Linked DNA regions of Mus musculus: region 2 is linked to region 1. The links are chromatin contacts, called in public HiChIP or PLAC-seq maps. All regions are on one chromosome and are shown on one strand. The core of a region is the stretch at or near the end of the contact, and the rest is flanking DNA. Distances in the headings are between cores, read along the strand shown.

What was found. HiChIP or PLAC-seq counts read pairs in DNA pulled down with a chosen protein or histone mark.
Region 2: a contact with region 1 is called in an H3K4me3 HiChIP or PLAC-seq map of stem cell-derived neural progenitor cells, with 49 read pairs. The contact joins the promoter of Eps8 here to the enhancer-like site in region 1. A contact is called at or near these places in 9 of 39 promoter capture datasets (the C10 cell line, the HPC-7 cell line, HPC-7-derived erythroid cells and 5 more), 1 of 15 datasets of contacts at CTCF or cohesin (CD8 T cells), 4 of 484 Hi-C or Micro-C datasets (bone marrow-derived macrophages, embryonic stem cells and morula), 16 of 115 datasets of contacts at active chromatin or transcription factors (craniofacial prominence, embryonic basal ganglia, embryonic forebrain and 7 more) and 3 of 9 other capture datasets (embryonic stem cells, liver and pancreatic islet).

The regions. Positions count from the first base shown.
Region 1 is chr6:137,430,116-137,436,298 of GRCm38.p6, reverse strand. It overlaps Ptpro (protein tyrosine phosphatase, receptor type, O), which reads right to left. Exons shown (of 27, transcript NM_011216.3): 19 at 5,546-5,627. Among named protein-coding and RNA genes, the nearest start is that of Gm52924, 160 kb to the right of the region's middle. Within about 2 kb of position 2,323, at least 40 of the 459 cell types and tissues checked have an H3K27ac peak or open chromatin away from gene starts, as enhancers often do. A contact at or near this core is called in embryonic limb bud, neural progenitor cells, oligodendrocyte precursor cells and 1 more, where this site is marked.
Region 2 is chr6:137,645,462-137,651,644 of GRCm38.p6, reverse strand. Eps8 (epidermal growth factor receptor pathway substrate 8) reads left to right here and starts at 2,360. Exons shown (of 22, transcript NM_007945.3): 1 at 2,360-2,593.

The DNA.
Region 1 (6,183 bases), core at 1,074-3,573:
TTGTGTTTTCCTGTTTTTCTTTAAGGACTTGTAACTCTTTAGCAGTGTTCTCCTGTATTTCTTTAAGTGAGTTATTAAAGTCCTTCTTGATGTCCTCTACCATCATCATGAGATATGCTTTTAAATCTGGGTCTAGGTTTTCAGGTATGTTGGGGTGCCCTGGACTGGGCGAAGTGGGAGTGCTGGGTTCTGATGATGGTGAGTGGTCTTGGTTCCTGTTAGTAAGATTCCTACGTTTACCTTTCGCCATCTGGTAATCTCTGGAGTTAGTAGTTATAGTTGACTCTGTTTAGAGATTGTTCTTCTGGTGATTCTGTTACCGTCTATCAGCAGACCTGGGAGACAGATTCTCTCCTCTGAGTTTCAGTGCTCAGAGCACTCTCTGCTGGCAAGCTCTCTTACAGGGAAGGTGCGCAGATATCTTGTGTTTGGACCTCCTCCTGGCCGAAGAAGAAGGCCCAAAACAGGACCTTTCTCAGAAGCTGTGTTGCTTTGGCAGTTCCCAGAAGCTGTCAGCTTCTGTGGTGCAGACTCTCACCTGTGCAGACTAAATTCCTAAGTTCTGCGGAGTCCTGGAACCCAGATGGCGACCGCTGCTGCTGAGGCTGAGGCCGCCTCCCGAGCCAGGCGGACACCTGTCCTCTGGTCCGGATGGTGGCTGGCTGTCTGTGGCCCGCAAAGGGTGCTGCCTCAGCGGCTCTGTGCTTCCGCCTGTCCCAGAAGCAGTCCGGTTCTCTGGCGCACCCTCTCACCTGTTCAGACTAATTTCCTAAGTTCTGCGGAGTCCCGGAACCAAGATGGCGACCCAAATATGGTGACTTAACACCAAACAAATTTATTGTTTCCTAGCTCTGGAGTGCACAAATCAAAACCCCAGGTATCAGCAGGACCACGCCCCTTCTGTGATGGCTGTGGTGAGGATATCTCGTTCGTTTTCATTAGCTTCTAATTGGACATTCACCTACAGCTCAGCCGCATATAGTATGATCTCTTAACCTTTGGCCATTTTAACTATCTCCATCTATCATGGTCCTATCTGAGAATGAGATATCATCCTGTGGCAGGTAGACAATGGGACCTCGGCAGTTATGTGTGGACAGAATTTGATGCATCACACAAACCTCGAGGAAAGCATACAGTGCAGACGGGAGTCTGATGGGTGGGTAGTAGAAGGGTAGAGATAAAAGATATCAACCCCCTGGATGTCTACAGTAGCTCTCAAGGATGGGGAGACCAAGATGCAACTCATTAGGGATGGTACACAAACCAATGCCGCAGTGCTAGGAGAGGCTCTTAGGAAAAGATCAAATTCTAGGACTGAGGGGATAAGAGGGAAAAGTCAAGGCTGGGAGCAAAGCTCTTGTAACCCCAAGTGATGGGGGGATTTGAGGTGATGTAAGAGGCAGGCTGAGGTGGCATCACTATCGAGAAGAGTCACTTGTACAAGTTGTAGGATGCTGCACAGTTGTATGTATAGTCATATTTCTGAACAAAGAGCGTGAGGGCCTCCACCTGTGTTTTAATTAATTCCAAAATGCCAGCAATCAACGGGAAAGCAAGGGCTACATGGAATGTTCCCACCTCAAGCTCTGAGGTCTGGTTCTATAGACGCTTTCTTATCAGAAACATCAGAAATGAAGCTGTCCTCTTACCAGTTCCCAACCTCCTTAAAGGAAGATGTATATTTCTGTCAGAAGACTCATCAATCTTTCTCACAGCTTCCCAGTCATATACCGAATATGGAGGGAATTTATTCAGTGAATACGAAGTAGAAAGCCATATAGCTTCATGCATGACTTATAGCTGTATTGGTAATATATGTAAATCCAGACATTATCTTCAATTTGCATAATGATTACAAATGATGCAATTTCTCAATACACGTTTGATCTTTCAGTGTTAGTATGGAAATGAATAGAAGTTGTATTAGCGTTCATATGAACAAAAACCTGTTTCAGCTACTAGGCTTAGCTACACTCAAGTGATTCAGGCATCCTATACCTTCTTGGGGGGTACTGTTATAACTAGAAGCATTTTTCCTGTTCTGTTGCAATAATTATGAATATAAAAAAATCATAGAAAATCTGAAGCCTGTTGTGTTTAAGTCGGGCGTATACACAGAGCGCAGTCAGGAGTAAATACTTCCTGGAAAACTGTGAAGAAAACCCCTCAATCTGAGGCACTGTGGGCTGTGAAGATCTGAGAATCGACTGCAGACTGTCAGGGAGAAAGGAAACCCAGCCAGTGTGGGCCCTTGGCTGAGCCAATGCTAGTCTGAGCGAGACAGGCTGTCAGGGGGAAGGAAACAAAGACTGCATTTATACGTCTGCTTGGCTAGGCTGTAGTGCCCAGGTGCCCGACCACACAGCAGACGAGAGCTCGTTATGAACGTGGTGAATGAGGGTATGATGGACTCAATGGACTCAGTAGATTACTATTTGCACAAAGGGAGGCCTTATCCAATCAATTGATTGAATTAAGAGGGAAAACAAATTCCTCACGGAGGAGGGACTTCTGCTCCCTCCTGCCTTCAGACTCAGGACTGCAGTCTCAACTTTTCCGTGGTTCACCAGCTGGACAGCCCGCCCTGTGGCCTAGACTTTCCAGTCTCCGTAAGCAAGTTCATTAAGACAACCCACTCTCTCTATAACACCACTGCTTCTACACACACATCCCATTGGGTTTCTGGAGAACCGTAATAGACAGGCATGGCAAACCCTGCTGACCCGTGCTCTACATGATGCCCAGTGTTTTTCTCAGGAGTTCAACTAGCCGAAGACAATTCCTGATTGTACACCCTGAGGAGAATTTCATTCCTCTGCTCTTCTCTCATTAAACAGTTAGTAGCCTCCACCCAAAGCCACCCACACATCACTACCCTCCTTAGGAACTGGTCAGCTCTTGCTCAGTGGGAAATCATTAGTTTAGTTCAACCTACCCATCTTATAGGTAAAGAAACTGAGGTTTGAGAAGTCTTCCTGCCCCCCCCCCCCAGTATTGACTTATTAGTGGCCAAATATATAGAAATCCTTACATGCAAACACAAATGTTATGAGCTAAATTAAAATGTTCATATATACATTGAATGCATTAAAAAAAAAAGCCAGGCACATGGTCAATTGAACATTTAGCGTTGAGGCTAGTACATACATTGCTTATGGTTTGGCTCTTGCAGTGTTCCACCTTTGTCCAGGAACATGGCTGTGTCCAGGAACATGGCTGTCCCTCATTTAGGGCAATTTAGTCAATTAGGTTGCTTGCAAGATCTCATGTGGCCCTTCCTTCTTTAGTAGTAAAAAGAAGTTGCCTTGCAGTGGAAGACAGCAAAGGCAGGACCAGGGGGAGCAGAAGTGAGAAATGAAGGGGCTTTCTCGGGGATCTGGCTTGAACTTCCAGCCATCCCTGAAACCCATGGAAGGTTTAGCTACTAAACTTTCTTACAGGAGATACATTAATGTCCTTTCAATAAAGCCTTCTTTACTTAGGTAAGAGCTGATTAGAATTATGTTCCCATTACCATAAAAGCATTCTCTCTATTTTCAAACCAGAAAAATGGTCCTGAACTTCAAAAGGAGTATACAATTCTGAGACACAGTAATGTTTAAACTCTGATTTGATGGCCTAAACTGCAAGTCCCCAGCACAGGCTCTGGACTTCAGCTCCACCGTTCACAGCATCTATGGTAGCTTGATGATGAAGGCTCCCCAGAGGGCTCTGGTCTGAGCACTTGGTCCTAGCTGGTGGTGCTGTCTGAGAGGAGGGTGAGCTTTGCTGGAAGATGTATATCCACAGGGACCAGCTTTGTGAAATGCTACAGCCTGGTCCCCACTTCCTTTGTCTCTCTGCTTCTTCTATACCCAGCCTTCTATACCCATGGTTCTGCTGCCTTCCCCAAAGGAAAGCTGTGGGTGGAAAACTCCTCTCTTTCCTAATTTGTTTTTTTTCCAGGGTATTTTTTTTTTTATCACACAGAAAGGTGTGGCCAAATCACATACCATTATTTTCATCTCTACCACTATAGTCATCCGGCTGTTCATTTTTACAGAATTTGGGCTTATTATTAATATTTTAAAATTTTCTTTCTCCCAGTGACATATTTTCTGAAATGTCATCCTTACTGTAGACCCCCAAATGCAATTGAATTTCTGTTATTTGAGATGTAACACTGAGGGGGGAGGTGACATTGGTAATCTCATAGGCACCAGCAGGAATAGGTAACTGGCCAGGCTTTATGTGAGATTTATGAAGACAGGTGGTAGTTAGGGGGCTTTGCATCTGGCAATGAATAAGATCCACAGGTCAGTGAGAAGGCTTGGTGGATGATGGTTCTTGCTACCAACCCTGATGACCTGAGCTGGCTCATTGGGCCCCAAATGATGAAGGGGAGAGCTGACTTGTGGAAGTTGCCTTCTTATCTACATACATGTTATGGCATGTGTATAAACACACACACACACACACACACACACATACACACACACACACACACACACACACACGCGTGCGTGCACACACACACACTCATAGTAAAGTATTTTTTACTATATCAAAAAAGAAGGTAAACATTTGCAGATTCTTTTTACCCCCAAACTCCCTGAAAGAATGTCCTCAGTTAGAATATTGCTGGGCTCTGTTCACTAAAGCGGTTCTTGGGTGGTGAAGAAAAAAAAAAAAAGGATATGGAAAAAATAAATTAGATAAAACCAGCCACTTTAATGGGAAAGAGAATGTAGGCTTAAAAAGAAAACTACCAAACTTAGAAACATCGCCGTCTTCCCGTTTATCCCGGATCACGGGTCAGTGCAGATGCCGTGGAGCCTGAGGCATGCTGAGAGCCAGGAGCCACAGTGAGGCAAAGCAAGGACCCAGTCTCTTCTACCCATCAGCTCATTTCTGCTTGTGGCGGCACATGGTCTGATACTCAGCGTGTGCTTCCCGGGAAGGGAGCGTGGTCGGTGTCCTCCTTTGTCTGCACAAATCATGAGCAACTCCCCCCCCCCCGCCCCCCCAGGTTTCAAAAGAAAGAAAAGCCAAAGGGCAACATGCATTCCACAGCATTGCTTGGAACCCTAGCTTAACGAGCACCCTGCTCTCGGCTATCACGCACCTAGGAAATACAGGGATGGATGCCCGCCACCCACCCTGATTGCCGTCTGCAGTCTATGGTCCATGTCACCTGGGAACAGCAAAGTCCCTGGAAGGTAACTTTGATGCCAGGCATCAGTTTGCTTTTAATCCTCCATCCTCCCGACTGTGCTTGATTTTTCAAAGATGGCGCCTCCTGGTCCCATCTCCTCACCTTTGAACCCGCTCCTCTTCTTTTCCTCCCGCAGTTGAGCTCTCTGTGCTCTCCCCTTCTTGCCAATGGCAGAGGCTCTGTGATCTAGCCTAGGAGTTCAGGTGGCTCTGACATCGCCAGCCTTCCTCCCTTAGCAGACTATGCATCACATGCTCTACCCACTGAGTGGGGAAATGGTCCCCATGCAAACCTGACCCTTCCCACAGCCTGCCAATCACAGAAGGGAGAAAATGCCTCGCCACTCACCTCAAACTGAAGAGAGAATTTATAGTCCGAGTCCTTGGCCATATCCTTGATGTAAGAATCGAAGTCATCCAGCTGAACGGGGCTTTGTGAAACACAAAGAAAAGAACGCTTCAAAATCAACGTTATGGGTGGAATATTGATCAACACCACACCTGTGTAATTGATCAACACCACACCTGTGTAATTTGTTGACCCCCACACCTGTTTAATTTGTTGACCCCCACACCTGTTTAATTTGTTGACCCCCACACCTGTGTAATTGGATGACACCGCACCTGTGTAATTGGTTAACACCACACCTGTGTAATTGGTTAACACCGCATCTGTGTAATTGGTTGACCCCACACCTGTGCAATTGGTTGACACCACACCTGTGAGCTTTTCTAAGCAAAAACCAAAGTTTCACTTTTCTGGAGTGAGCTCTCACTGTTCCTATATTCCTTAATTAAGGCTGCCAGCTGGTAATAAATTTTTAGAAAGGGTGTATATTCATAGACTTCCTAAACACTAGGAATTACATGAAGAGTAAATCTAGGAGCCTCTAGGTGTTTTCTGTATCTACTGAAGCTGTCTTTTCTCCTGTAAACCCAGCCTTTCCATTTGGGCAGGGTCTACACATCTAGCCTATGCCTTAGTCT
Region 2 (6,183 bases), core at 1,111-3,610, 220 kb before region 1:
GAAATTGCTATATAACAAAGGGTGGCTTTGAACTCCTAATCTCTGTGGCTGTGTTTTCTAAGTGCTGCAATTATAGGCATGTGCCAAACATGCCTAACAATAAGTGAGGTCTTCAGTCAATAAAAACATATATGATAGCACTCTAAAGAGCTAAACCAAGCTGTTATGATGGCTCAGCAGGTGACAGAACTTACTACCAATATCCTGAGTTTAGTTCCTGGGACCCACATGGTGTAAGGAGAGAATTAAGAATTGAGTCTGAAAATTTTTCTTCTAATCTTTATAGGCATGCCATGGCACATCTACACACTCACATTCATGCACGCACGAGAGAGAGAGAGAGAGAGAGAGAGAGAGAGAGAGAGAGAGAGAGAGAGAGAGAGAAGAAATAGAAATCTGTTTAAAAAATTTAAACAGGAAAATTTGACATTGAGTCTTAGCAGATTATAATCCAAATTACTCAAATGAAACAAATAAGACCTATACATCAAACTTATAGTTTAAGGTTATGTTGACAGCTAATATTTCTATGAAATTATACCCTAATACAAAGATAAAATTTAAAGGGAAAATTAAGGTTGAACAATATAGAATTACAGAGAGTATTAAGGTCGAACATACAGTTCATGTGAAGTTCACTTTATCCAGGCCTCTTCTGTTTGACTCTAGGCAGTCCACTTGCCAAAAGAAAACCAGATATGGGTTTGGGATGTCTTGCTGGGAGGGTTTCTTGGGTCAAAGGGTCAGTGATGATTTTAGTTTCTTGCCGAGCGTCTCTGTGTGTGTGTGTAATTTCAGAGAAAAAAAAAAAACCCTAAAGCTCATTTGAGTCAGAAAAGAATGGTTTTGACAGATTTCTCTGCCATTTGAGGACCAGTCAAAGGAAAAACATTTTGAGGGCATGTCTCAAAATAACTAGCAGAAGGTTCTGTTGGTTATTTGTTAACCTGCTTCTACTATGTTGGTTATTTGTTAACCTGCTTCTACTATTTCAAGTCTTACAATATCTGTAAGGAGCAAGATTAATTTCATGTCAGTCCTCAGGGTCCATCTTTCCCAGTCTACAGTTGAAGGAGAGTTGATCTGAGTATATAAATCTATGTATGTAAGCTGTGGAGTAGGCAGACCTGGATTTCAATCCTAATGTCACTATTGGCTTTGGCAAAAAGAAAATTCTGAATAACATTTTCCCAATTTTCTAAAGCGGTGATTCATTTTAAGGGTTAGAGATGGTGTAAAGTAAAATTTGTAGCTCCTGGCAGAGATTGTCAATTAACAATCCTAGTTTTCTATACCATCTATCAAAACCAGCTATTTCGAACACTGGACATGCTCAAGTGGATGTCAGTCTGTTGGGAATGTTGGATGGAGGAAGATTCTGGATGAAGGCAGTAGACCGAACTTAATCATAAAACCCATCACTGCCCCCTTTTAGTCTCCATCTTGGCCTGCTAATTCACGGTCTCTTGAATGAGCTTTTGCTTGCCTCGCAAAGCAGGTAGGCCCAGCTATTTAAGCCAAGTTTTGTTTAATAGTCTGCCTTGGCTTCTTTGGAAGTCAATTGCCTTGGAAGTTAGAAGGGCCAGGGTGTCTGGGGGCGTAGCTGTGACAACGGAGGTATTGTAGAAGGTAAGAAAATGCCAGGTTCAGAAGAGAAGACTGGCAGATCCTTATTTTGTGGCTTCAGTGATCGAGCCAAGGAGCACTGAGCAGTGGTGAGTAGTTATTACTGGACTAAAGAGTCTCCCATACTTGAAACTACACCAGACTCTTGGCAGGAGCTCCTATGAAAAATGGGATCCAGGACGCCTGGTGAGACAGGTCTGGGCTTGCTGGCTATATCCAGGGACTGGAGTATTGTAGTCTCTCTAAACCAGTGAAGCCCTTGGGTACCACTTGCATACTGCTTTGGTTGAAGAGAGATGGTACAGGAGCAGACCAATGGACACAGGTCACAGGTCAGAGGCTGGGGAATACCTCTTCTTGGTAGTTGAGTAGGGCAGTAACTCCCAGATTAACACTAGTCATCAGTTGTGTGGCAGGATCTGGCCGCGGTCACCTGAGCGCTCTTTCCGCCTGCGGCATCCCCCCCCCCCCCCCCCCCGGCTGTGCTCTGCAGACCTAGGTCATTTCACTTGAGGAATTGTAGACACCACTCTGAGGCTGGGATCCCGGGTCTCCCCTGCGGGGTGCCGTGCTCGCCTTGTGGGATGAAGCCCTTGAGATTCTATCCAGAGCCCTAGGGTCTACTAGAGACTCAACTGTCCTCAAGATCTTGCAAACGGAGCCCTCTCCCGGCCGCGCGGGGCAACGCGCGTTCCCGGCTCGCTGCTGGGCATGCGCGGCGCGCGCTGGCTGTGTCCGGGAGCGAGCGGCGCGCACACACGGCCCGGGCGGCGGGCGAAGCGGGCTCCCGGGGCGCTGGGCGCAGGGCGCAGGGCGCAGGGCGCGGGGCAAGCCCCAGCGGCGTGTCTGCAGCGGGGCGCGGCGGGCGCTCCAGCTCCGGGATCTTTCTCCCTCCGTCACCTCCCTCGCGTCTAGGGAGGTCGTGGCACTCCCTGAGGAGCGCGGCTGCTCGGAGGGCGGATCCTAGGTAAGAGCCCCCCGAACATCAGTGCGGCTCCCCGGGTGGGATTCCCGCGGCATGGGCTCCCTCTCGCTTTCCCATAAGGGTCTTTGTGAGCCGTCACCGGAGTGGTGCCAGGCTCAGCGGCCGCTGCGGTTCACTTGGACCCTTTGCAACTGGTGTGTCGGCGGCCAGGTGTGCGCGGCGCTGCCGCCCTAGCGCGTCCCCGCGCCCGCTCCGCGCACCCCGAAGCCAGGAGACCCGATCCCCCCGCGGCCTCCTCCGCCCGGGTGGTCGCCGAGGTCCCCCGAGAGACCCCGCGCTCCCCTGGGCTGCGCGGGCGTACCTGAGTTCCGCACACCTGGACTCCCACCCCGCCCTAACGTCTTAGATGCAGGGCTTTCGGAGCGCCTCTCACCCAGCTCAAGTGGGGACCCCTTAGGAAACCTGTTTGAGATGTGGACCCGCCCTGGTATACACCCTCCAGTTGAGGTAGCTCGCTGTGTTTGAATAGTTGTGAATTCTGGATCACTTTCCAACACCATTTTACTTTTAGGAAGATGGCCTCTCTATGGCTGTCAGTAGTGCTTCGGAGGGCTCCACACCCACCGAGAGAGACAGTGAAGGCGCCCCGGGGTCTCATCCCTTCCTTCCTTTCAATGACTACAATACACATGCAAAAATCTTTGCCCGGTTCTCTGAGCCATGTTGTTCAAATCCTCCTCCTGTAGCCCCCAAGTGCTGTTGGCATCTCGCCGGGGCAGGACGCCCTAGGGTTTGGGCTTAAAATCCATAGACATTTGGAGCAGCGAGGCATTAGAAGAGGAGGTCTTCCTGAGCCAGTGTTTCAGCGAATGCATGGCTGCTTTTCTTCTAAAGGTTTCCCTTCTTGCCTCAGACAGTAAGAGAAAGAGACGAAAAAGCGAATAAGATAGTTCAGATCCAACTTGGTTCAGACACGTGTGGGTACTTTGAAGTTTTATTTGGTTTTGCCACTTTGGGGAGGAGGTGGAATTACGATTCCTGGAAGACTTTTTTTATGTTTAAAAAAAATCGTCAAAGTGTCTGTGTTGCGGGCTGTTTCTAATTTCTCGCTCTTGAAAGGATGCCATTCTAAGGCTCCCTGGGTTTTGGAACGGCTGCGCTCATTGTGTAGAATTGTAGATCTTGGGACAGTGAGTCTATTGAAATGAAAGCCAATGACATCTCGCCTCACCTAGTAAAGATTTCCTTCTTGTTTTGTTTTTAAATTGGGGATTGGAGGGTTTGGGGCACGCTGCTGTAGTTCTTAGTTTGCTGGGGTGGGAAATCTGTGAGTGATGAGCTCGCACCACCTGAAAGTTAAGCTTCTCTGTAGACTCATCACATAGCCGGCTGGGTACAGTGAGCCACAAGCTAGTAAGCTTGTGTGTGTAGAAAGCCCTTCCCGCACCATAGGAGACTAAGACTTTGTAAAATTCCGCAAGTCATTCACTTCCTTCATAGCAGGAAAAGAGAGAGAGAGAGAGAGAGAGAGAGAGAGAGAGAGAGGAGAAGAAAGTATCTTTTAAATCCTACTATTCTGAGCCAAGTGTTGCTCTCTGAATTGGGACGTCTACTTTGTAACTTTCACTTTCCAGTGTCATTGAGTATCATTATAATTGGCAAATGATTGTTTTAATCCCCTAACAGGAAACTGGTGTTTAATTTTGAACACTTTGCTTATTTGTGGTCAGAGGCAAAGAGTTCATTTTGTGTGCTCATCCAGCGTTACCCGGATTCAGTGTACACTGGTTCCTTCAACCTTGGCTTCTTTGTAGCCCTGTGACACAGGCTCTGCTCTCTGTTTAAGCATCTTTTCGTTTAGTCCTCTTTCTTCTTCTGAATCTCCTCTTCAGTCACCTGCTTTTATCTTAAAACATAAGTTCGTCTGAGCTAGGTTTGAATAAGAAACTATTAACCCCAGATTCAAACCTCTTTAGTTCCTTAAGTCTTATTGGATGAGTTTTAGCACTAGCTTTGTGTACATTTTCAGTTGGCTTTTCCAAGTTGTACTAGATACATTTGGCCGCTTTGTCTCAGTGCAAAACAACCAGAGGATAGCTTATAAACTTTCAGACATCTGCAGGGGTATCAGAGAGGAAGGGATGGAACTGTAGCCAAAGTGCTATACAGTACATCTCTCCTGGGAATTGCCCCACCAAAGTGTTTGCAGCTGCGGGGAACTGGACTTATTTTTCTTAAGAAACATTGTAGTGGAGTCCTTGCAAACAGTGTGAACTGAGTATTTATAAGAATGTGGGGGTTCTTTAGGTCCACACTGTAGCATCTGCAGTCATTCTCACATACACATCCTAAGTGGGGTCTTAAAAGAGACCATAAGGCCTGGAGAGGTGAATAAAGTGCTTGCCAGTCTAGGATGAGTTCAGAACCTGCGTACCCCAAAAAAAAAGCTGGCGTGCTTCTGCAGACCCAGTGCCGGGGTACAGAGGGTGAATACTAGGGACTTGCTAGCTAGCCAGTCTACCTCAAATGGCAAGCTCCAAAGTCAGCTGTGTACACACACATGCACACACACACACATACACACATGCACACACACACACACACACACACACACACACACATACATGCACACACACTAAATGAATATTGAAAGCAGTCTGTAAGCTATTTATGTGGTTGGTAAATAGTTCAGCAATGGTCGGAGAACTTTGTAGCAACGTCTACTAACATGTTACTATTGACTGCAGTTCAAGGGTCTTATTGGTGAAGTATTGTTAGCCATAGCTCACATTTTGAATATATGTCTTTTCCCCTTTGTTTTTTGGTGATTGAACCCAAGGTCTCAGCACATAGCTCTACCACTGAGCCACACCCCAGGCTTCCTTAGCTTTAATCTAATGCCTGTTTTCTATCTCAGGACCATTAAGTCAGAACACTGGTTACATTTAACGGTTGCAGTTTCTTCTGCTCCAGTTGGCTCTGATCCTTACTTCCTCAGCTTTTCTTTTCTCCTTTCCTTTCCTTTCCTTTCCTTTCCTTTCCTTTCCTTTCCTTTCCTTTCCTTTCCTTTCCTTTCCTTTCCTTTCCTTTCCTTTCCTTTCCTTTCCGTTCCGTTCCGTTCCGTTCCGTTCCTTTCCTTTCCTTTCCTTTTCTTCCCTTCCCCTTCCCCTTCCCCTCCCCCTTCCCCCTTCCCCCTTCCCCCTTCCCCCTTCCCCCTTCCCCCTTTCCCCTTCCTATCTTTTCTTGACAGCTTTGGCCATTTTGAGGAGTCCTGGTCATATATGCTTTCCCCTTTTGAATTTGCCTTTTGTTTGTCCCAAGGTTAGGCAGCAATTAATCAGACCCTTGATCCCTGCATTAGGAAAGCTCAGGCAGAAAGATGGCGGGTTCGAGGCCAACCTGGCTACATGCTGAGGCCCTGTCAGGGTTACTGGTGCTGTGATAAAACACCATGGCCAAAAGCAAGCGGAGGAGAAAAGGGTTTATTTGTCTTTGGCTTCTGCATCACTGTTTATCTTTTAAGGAAGTCAAGGCAGGAACTCAGAACAGACCAGGAACCTGGAGGCAGGAGCTGATACAGAGGCCACGGAGAAGTGCTTGTTTACTGGTTTGTTCTCTATGGCTTGCTCAGC